Regions from separate parts of the Gossypium raimondii genome. Here regions 1 and 3 are each linked to region 2. Evidence: chromatin contacts called from public Hi-C data. All regions are on one chromosome and are shown on one strand. Each heading gives the region's core, a stretch centred on a gene start, on an enhancer-like site or on the middle of the called end of the contact. The rest is flanking DNA. Distances are from core to core; before and after follow the strand shown.

Region 1 (2,700 bases), core at 56-2,555, 180 kb after region 2:
ATCATAATGTCTGGACATGCAGGCGATGCCTAGTATCGCCAGTAAGGTGGCTGCAATGGAAGGAGATCCAATCCCTTTCTCCAAATTACCACCCACCATCCAATTACCAATCACTTGACTTCCAATCAAAGATGCGGACTCAAAAAAAGTCATCAACCAAAATGTTTCATTCAAAATATCTTGCCTATGACCCGGCTGCAAAAATAGAAAGAATGCATACCATCATGTTCAGAGTTTTCATTTGTTTCTTAGAAACCAGAGAATCACATTGAGAAAGAACTGAACCTTTGAGTCAACCTTGTCATGTTCAACAACAGCCCATGTCTCGAAACTGAAGGAAAATATTGATGTTGCCAAAGACAAACATAAATTTGCTACCCAAAAGCTAGGACTTGGTGCAACCATCTTCCATATCCCAACAATAAGGTGCAAGATAAAAAACACCAAACAAGTTTTCTTTCGACCTCTACATAAATAAAAATAAATAAAACTATCAAAATTTTCACAATTATACAACCCTTGATTAATCCATAGCTAACATTGGGTAATTCATAAAAAAAAATTTACTTAAAGTGATTAAATAAACATGAAAAGGTTTAGTTTTACTCACATTAAATCAGAGACAAGACCTAAGAGACTACCAACAAAAAGAGCAGCTCCAAATCCAATAAGCATAAACGTCACCGTATCTTCCTTACTTATCCCATAGTAAACCAGCTCAAACTCTCCGTACACCAACCACAATCCTTCCAATACTAGAAAAAAAAAAAGACGTAGAAATCAGATCAACTATCAGTTCTTTTTCCTTTTTTGCTTTAAATTAAAAAAAAAGTTTGAATTTTTTTAAAAACAAATAATGTACCGGATGCGAGGGAATAGAGAAGGAGAAAGTAAAGTTGGAAGCGGGGTGAAGAGGACGAGAAAGGGTGGTCGGAGAAAGCAGAAGACTTGGTGGTGGGAGCGTGTTTGGAGAGATAGAAAGGGAAGAGAGAAAGTAAGAGGAAAGATGAAAAGAAAATGAAAATGAACACGGCAGAACTTGGTTCCCAAATGAAGGTTTCGATCACGATCCCCATTTCGATCTCAGACGGAACCCAAGATTGGATCGGGATTTAAGATTAGGGGAGGAGATCCAAAGTTATTATCGGTAACGCATTTGATTTGGTTTGAGGCAACTGACAAGTGGAAACTGAGAAAGGAGAAGTGGGATTCGTTTCTCAAGTTTCAGGCGTACCCGTCGTTTTACTGTTACACTCAAAACGCTGCGTTTCAAATAACAACTTCTAAACCAAATATTTCTTAGCAAGCACATTTTTTGAAAAATAAAAATTTAGGATATTAACAATAAGAAATATATTATTGGTTTTTGTTATTGGATTTAAATGTGTATGAAAAAAAAAAAAGATATATGTTGCTTTAAAAAAATTATTTGGTACATTAATGGAGATTTTAGACTCCACAAGTATATTTAGGAGGTTAACAAGTATTTTATAAGAGTACATGTTAATTCTTTAAGTGTTTTATAAGTGTTTTAAGCAGAGCAGGTGGGGCAAGTAATCCACCTGCCCCGCCCTATATCCAATTTTCAAAGGAAAAAAATTCACTCCATTCAAAACAGATTGGTGCAAAATCCACTGAACGATTCGGGTTTGCCATCATTATGTGGATTAAAAAAAGTACACTATGTACCAAATACTCACCCTTAAAAAAAGGGTATTTTAATCCTTGTAGTTTGCAAATAATTTTGGATAATAGTTAATTCTTTTATTAGTCTTTGTAGTTTGCGAAAATTGTATATTTAGTCTTTCAAATTAATTTGGTCATTTTAGTCCTTAAACATTTTAAATTTTAAATTTTAAATTTCAACCCTCACTAAGCAATAACTATTAAATTCATTAAGTTCTACTATTTTCAAAATATGATGTAGCAAACATATTATTATATATGTAATGCCATGTCGATTGTTATTTCCACATTACTCACTAAAAATTTAATTAATGGAATAATTATTATCATTTGCATTAATATTGAAATTTTAAAATTCAAACTTTATAAGAATTTAGAATGATCCAAACTAAATCTACAATTATGCACATAGTACAAGACTAGTAATTAAATTTAAACAATAAGTTTAAATGCTTAAATTTTGGGTCAAGACTAAAATTTTAAATTTCAAAAAGTACAAAGTTAAAATTGATCAAATTAAAATATGTGAACTAAATCCATAACTTTCATAAAGTACAAGGACTAATAGTAAAATTTAACCTTTGAAAAGCCTTTGAAGAATTACATCATCATCATCATCATCATCATCATCATAATATAAGAGAACAATTCCATTAAGAATCATGGAAAAGGCTTCACAATCCCCTCAAACCAAAAATCACAAAGCTGAAAGCTGTACAAATGCAAATATGTATTGAGAGAAAAGAATGAACCAATGAATGACAAAAATCTGCCCTAAATGGGAATCAAGAATGAGGGTCTATGTTATTTGACAAATTTGTTAGTTCTTTTAGTCTTTATCAACAGTCTAATATATACTTTATATATATATATAACTAAGAAGCTCCTAATAATCTTGATCCAAACTCCTCCTTATCCATTGTTGTTTGTAGATGTAACTGAGATTTTTGAGATGATTCAAAGCACGTTGATGAATATCAAACTGGCAACAAAAAAACGATCCTCTGGATTTCG
Region 2 (2,700 bases), core at 142-2,641:
TTGAAAAAACTCCATCCCTCTTTGACCAAACCAGCGTGACCACATGCACCCAAAACACCAATGAAAGTAATATCAGTAGGGCGCAAACCAATCCTGCACATTTCATGAAACAACTCCAATGCATCTTGGCTGAAACCGTGCAAGGCATACCCTATAATCATCGAATTCCATGCAACAACATCCTTATAATAAATCCTATCGAACACTAATCTTGCATCCTCCAGGCTCCCACATTTGCTATACATATCAATCAAAGCAGTAGCAACACGAACACTCACTTGAATATCATTATTTTGCATATAGGAATGAAGCCATCTGCCTGACTCTAAAGCTCCAAGCTGACCACAAGCTGATAAAACAGTTAGTATAGTGATTTCATTAGGCCTAGCTTTCGCTGCCAACATTCGCCTGAAAAGCACCAAAGCTTCCTTGGGCATTCCATGTTGAGTATACCCATCGATCATCACATTCCAACATACCACATCCTTCTTCACCATTCCATCAAACAGCAACCTTGCCTCCTTAAGCTCCCCGTGTTTCGCGTAACAAGTTAGCATCGTGGTCAAAGAAACTAAACTCTTCTCTGGCATTCTCTCGAACACGAGACGGGCGGACCCAACGTCACCCCCTCTCGCGTAAACATCGACTAGACCTGTCTTTACATACAAATCTGAATCAAACCCAAGTTTGATAACTTGAGAATGAAGCATTTTTCCATGTTCAAGAGAACAAGATTTCAATATGGAAGAGAAAGTGAACTCATTAGGCTGCACACCTTCAAATAACATTTGCGTATAGATAAATAAAGCTTCTTGGGAGAGACCATGGAGGGCGTGGGCGTTAATGATAGAAGTGTAGAAAAAGATGTTGGGGTTGAGAGTTCGATTGAAGAGAGCGAGTGAATAGTCAAGACGGCCTCGAGAAGAGTAAGAGCGTTGAAGCTTGAAATTTAGGATGGGGTGTTGATGAAGGCCGTGGCGGAGAAGAGCTGCGTGGATTTGGAGCAAGTGACGGATGGAGCTGGATTTATCTAAAAGAAGACCTAGCTTGTCTGGTGATGGTGGAAAGTTGGTGACGGCGGCGAATGAGAGAGTGCTACGGTTTATGGAGGGTGTTGGCGGTGGAGGAGAAGTGAAAAGCAGGGCTGAGGACATGCTTGAATGAAGCAAAGTCTCAACAATTCAGGCACTCACAAGCTTTTGATAAGCATTTTGATTTACAGAGTATACTCATAGATCTGCTTGCTTTGTACTTTTACCTTATCCAACATAGATTTCAAACAAACTTGAGTCGAGTGGAACAGAAGTACCTAACAAGTTCAGATTATGCTTGCATCTAATTTTATATTTTTGCTTGAAATTTTAATCTTACGATTTCAAATTATCGAATACATAACATTTGATTATTTGAAGACTGAACGGATAACAAGCAAAAGATACTTATTTGGGTACAACTCAGACTCTAGATCTTTGAGTCCCCATATTTGAGTCCATTAGAGACTACATTACCAATATCACATAAGGCGGCCCAAAGAAGAAGACCACAAAGTTAAGAAGGCCCACGCTGGAATGTTGCAGAGAAATCCCCTATTTCAATGCTCGTGCACCCTAAGCTTCCAACACGAAATTGACACCTACCACCTATTAAGCTCTTAATAAGAGCGTAACGTTTGAATCTCTAGTTGTCTCCAATCATCTTATAAATGGCAACCACCTTCACCATTTATAACCATCTCATAAGTCCCCAAATCACATGGTTTATCTCTTTTCTCTCTTCAATATGTTTGACTTGAGCATCAGGGTGTGGAATGAGAGTTTTACAATTCCCTTCTTGCAAGTTCAAGAAAGCAATCGGGAGAGTTGGTAAGTGAAGAAAACTAGGTAATCTTTGAGAATTTCTTTCCAATCTCAGAGAACTTTGTTTACTAAATGAATTTAGAGTATTTGCTTGCTCAATACAGGCCAGACCATTGTTTTTTGTTTTTACAGGTTGCGAAATTTTCTTGTGAAAATTGGATTTGTTGCTCTAAGTCGGATGCTTCTCTGTTTGTTAGAGTTCGCTCGGGTTCCACTCTATATATGGTGTGATAGTTCTAGTGCAATTGCAGTTGCTGCTAACCCAGTATTACACTCCAAGTTTAAACATGTGGAGTTAGATTTGTTTTTTTTGTTCGTGAGAAGGTTGCCGATGGTTCGATTCGTGTAGGAGAAGTTCCTACGTCAGATCAAGTTGCTGATGTGTTAACCAAACCATTATCGGTTTCTCTTTTTGCTCGATTCAGAAATTTTCTTCGGGTCTTGACAATAGAGAAGATGGATGCATGTTAAGAATAATAAAACAGTTAGCAGATTAGTTAGTGAAGGTTGGAAAGGTTAGTTAGTTTGTTAAAGTGAAGCAAGTTGTTATCTGTAAGTATAAAAACAATGGTCTGGCCTTGTATTGAGCAAGCAAATAGTCTAAATTCATTTAGTAAACAAAGTTCTCTAGATTGGAAAGAAATTCTCAAAGATTACCTAGTTTTCTTCAGTAAGCCCTTATAATTGCTAGCAAATTATGGGAAAAGCCTTCAATTGCACCAATATCTCACAGGGAACATTAGCCATGAGTCCTTCGCATCGTAGAAGGAGTCTCAGATGTCTACAAGCTATTCGGAATTTCAAGGATTGTTGGAAGAATCTGGTTTAAAAAACAATTTATATT
Region 3 (2,700 bases), core at 170-2,669, 190 kb before region 2:
CAAAATGTTTAATACATCATTTGGCATCTGAGTTTGATATTTTTTTCTAATGTGGTATATGTGTTTTTGGTCCAATGTGGTGCATGTATTTCACGTAAGGTATACATTTTGATACTTGAAAATAACAACATTGACTTTTTAGTGTTTAATTGAGCTTTATGGTTGATGTATTGAAAATTCATAATTAACTAATATAATATTAGCAATTAGTTTTCATCAAATCTACCTAAAACTTGAAAAGTTGTGGTAATCATATTATATTGAACAAAATAAAAAAATCACAATTAACACTTAATTTATTCTATTAACAAAATCATAAAAATCAAACATAATAATATTAACAATTATTTTCATCAAATTAATCTTAAAACTCAATTGAACAGTAAAATATTAACACCGTTATCTTTGAATATTAAATATATAACTTTTGAAAATACAAGTACCACAATGAATAAAAGAACACAAATACCATATTAAAAATGTCAAACTTGAATATAAGTTGATTTCTTGAAAAATTAAAAAAGGATAATATAATTAGTTGCCCCCAAACTTGACAATTAGATCCATTTTGATCCTTGGACTTGGATTCCATCAAGATTTGATGATGTGACTAGTATTCTTGGAAATGGCTGAATTGATCGGCCAGATCGATTAAACCGAGAATTGATCCCTATATTGGTCCAAACAAATAGGTTGAATTGACTGAATCAGAAATTGCTCAAAATTGGTAAAATTGAAAATTAGGACAAAAACTAGTAGTTGAACAGGCTGAACCAATTTAATAATTTTTTTAAAAAAATTATGAATTTTTAATTATTTATTTAAGTATTTTTAGTCTAGTAGTTGAACCGATCAAAGTGGTTGGATCGAGAACCAATGGTCAGACTGATTCAATTACAGGTTCGGCTATTAGAAAATTGGAGTATGACGTAACAGTTATAAAATCGATATGATAACAAATTTAGCTCTTAACTTTTACTTATTATATTGATTTAATCATAATTTTAAAAAATAACTCTCAAAATTACAATTAATCATGTTGATTCTAATTCTTAAAAAAATTAATATATAAATACATAAATATTTTTATTTTTATATATTTTTACAACAAAACACAATCTCATCTCATGAAAATCCTCAATCTCTCTCTCTTTTCAACAAATTTTAAATTATAGCTATGGAGAAGCTGAAGCTTTGACCGATGAAATTGAAGAAGAGTTTATATGATTGTTGGTGAAGTGTTTAGGATCAAAGAGATCCTTCACAATTGTCAAGATGAGGTGTCGTTTGCTTAAAATATTTAATTTTCAAATGAAAATGATATTATAAAAGAAAAGGTAAATTTAAACATTCGGCCTGATCTAGTAAGAAAGATGTACCTGGTATTTATAGCCCATAGTTTCGATTTTTATATTCACTCTATATTAATTAGGTTGCTGACCCTTTCCACCACAAACAGTCTCATTCTCATTCAATCAATAACATCAGCAGTAAACATAATCAAAGATCAAGATGGTGGGTCAATGGACGGCGACTAAACCAAGCCGGAGCGATGAAGTTTTGGACTCGGATCAACAGCAACGAATCACCAATCAGGTCAGAGCTCAGTTCTATTCGATGGTCCCAAAACGACCCACCAAACCCAACCGGAGTGAACCGGATTTGACATCCTCCAATCCCCCTTCAGATGTGGACCAAAACATACCCGAGCTTGACAAGTTACGGTCCCTTCAATCTCAATCTCAGGTACGCAATTCCTTAACCTTGTCCCCCCTCATCTTTGTCTTTCAAGTTTTGGGTTCAGCTCTTTGTTTTGCTTTCATAGGTGAAGATCTCAGAGGGGGGAGCTACAGTGGAACAAGAGGAGTTTGTGGAGACACAGTATTACAGGGAGATGAATTCCATTGACAAACAGCATCACACGGTTGTTGTTTTTGTCTGAACACTGCAGTGTCTTTGTGATTGTATTTCTCATTGGGTTTTGTTTTTTGGTTATGGATGACAGACAGGAAGTGGGTTCATAAGAGTGATGAAAGAAGGAGGTGAAGGAAATGGATATGATATTCAACTGGAAAGTGGGCAGGATGCAATCAGCAAGCCTATCTTCAAAAGCAACCCAGCAACTAATGACTGGATTCCGACCCTGGAAGATGATCAGGTATTCATTTAGGGCTTAATTCTATCAAATAGAAAGAATTAAAAGGGCCATCTGTTTAATGATGTACATTTGATCAGGTCTTTGTTTCATCCAAACCTAATCGAAGTGAGGGATGTTAGATCAACACGTGATGTTGACCAACTTTGCTTATGTTATAGTAAATGTTGTAGTCCTGGAATAACACAGAAATTGGATATGGTTTGTAATGGTTTAAACATTGTGTTCACTTTTTCTACCTTGTTCTTTGCTTAATGTAAAGGTAAAAATTAAAATCCCCAAGCAATTTCTTCATGAGCTGACTTGCTTTACACATGGCAACTTTAGGCCTAGTTTTCAGTTCCTGCAAATTTGAAATTCGAACTAGTAAGAATGTAATTTAAAAAGATTTACAAATATATTTTTTTAATAATTAGAGTAATTCAAAAACAACAATTTTAGTCTTAACAAATAAAGTTGTTTGGTTAATTTCAATTATGTTATGCGCACAATTGTAGGTTTTCTAAAGATTTAAATTTCAATTTTGAAGCAAATACAATCACTAT

The links. A called contact is a pair of places that touch in the nucleus more often than the background predicts.
Region 1: a Hi-C map of leaf shows a contact between it and region 2, with 2.8 times the contacts expected there. The contact joins the promoter of LOC105763409 here to the promoter of LOC105763399 in region 2. A contact is called at or near these places in 2 of 2 Hi-C or Micro-C datasets (both in leaf).
Region 3: a contact with region 2 is called in a Hi-C map of leaf, with 4 times the contacts expected there. The contact joins the promoter of LOC105763392 here to the promoter of LOC105763399 in region 2. A contact is called at or near these places in 2 of 2 Hi-C or Micro-C datasets (both in leaf).

Annotation. Positions count from the first base shown.
Region 1 is chr12:15,812,787-15,815,486 of ASM2569854v1, forward strand. LOC105763409 reads right to left here and starts at 1,306. Exons shown (of 10, transcript XM_012581643.2): 1 at 863-1,306; 2 at 611-755; 3 at 298-466; 4 at 1-195. The coding sequence starts at 1,076. It overlaps LOC105763410 (acyl-CoA-binding domain-containing protein 3), which reads right to left. Exons shown (of 5, transcript XM_012581647.2): 5 at 2,319-2,700.
Region 2 is chr12:15,629,382-15,632,081 of ASM2569854v1, forward strand. It overlaps LOC105763399 (pentatricopeptide repeat-containing protein ELI1, chloroplastic), which reads right to left and starts at 1,392. Exons shown (of 1, transcript XM_012581627.2): 1 at 1-1,392. The coding sequence starts at 1,154.
Region 3 is chr12:15,438,124-15,440,823 of ASM2569854v1, forward strand. It overlaps LOC105763392, which reads left to right and starts at 1,420. Exons shown (of 4, transcript XM_012581625.2): 1 at 1,420-1,746; 2 at 1,826-1,924; 3 at 2,006-2,158; 4 at 2,236-2,449. The coding sequence starts at 1,513. The coding sequence ends at 2,277.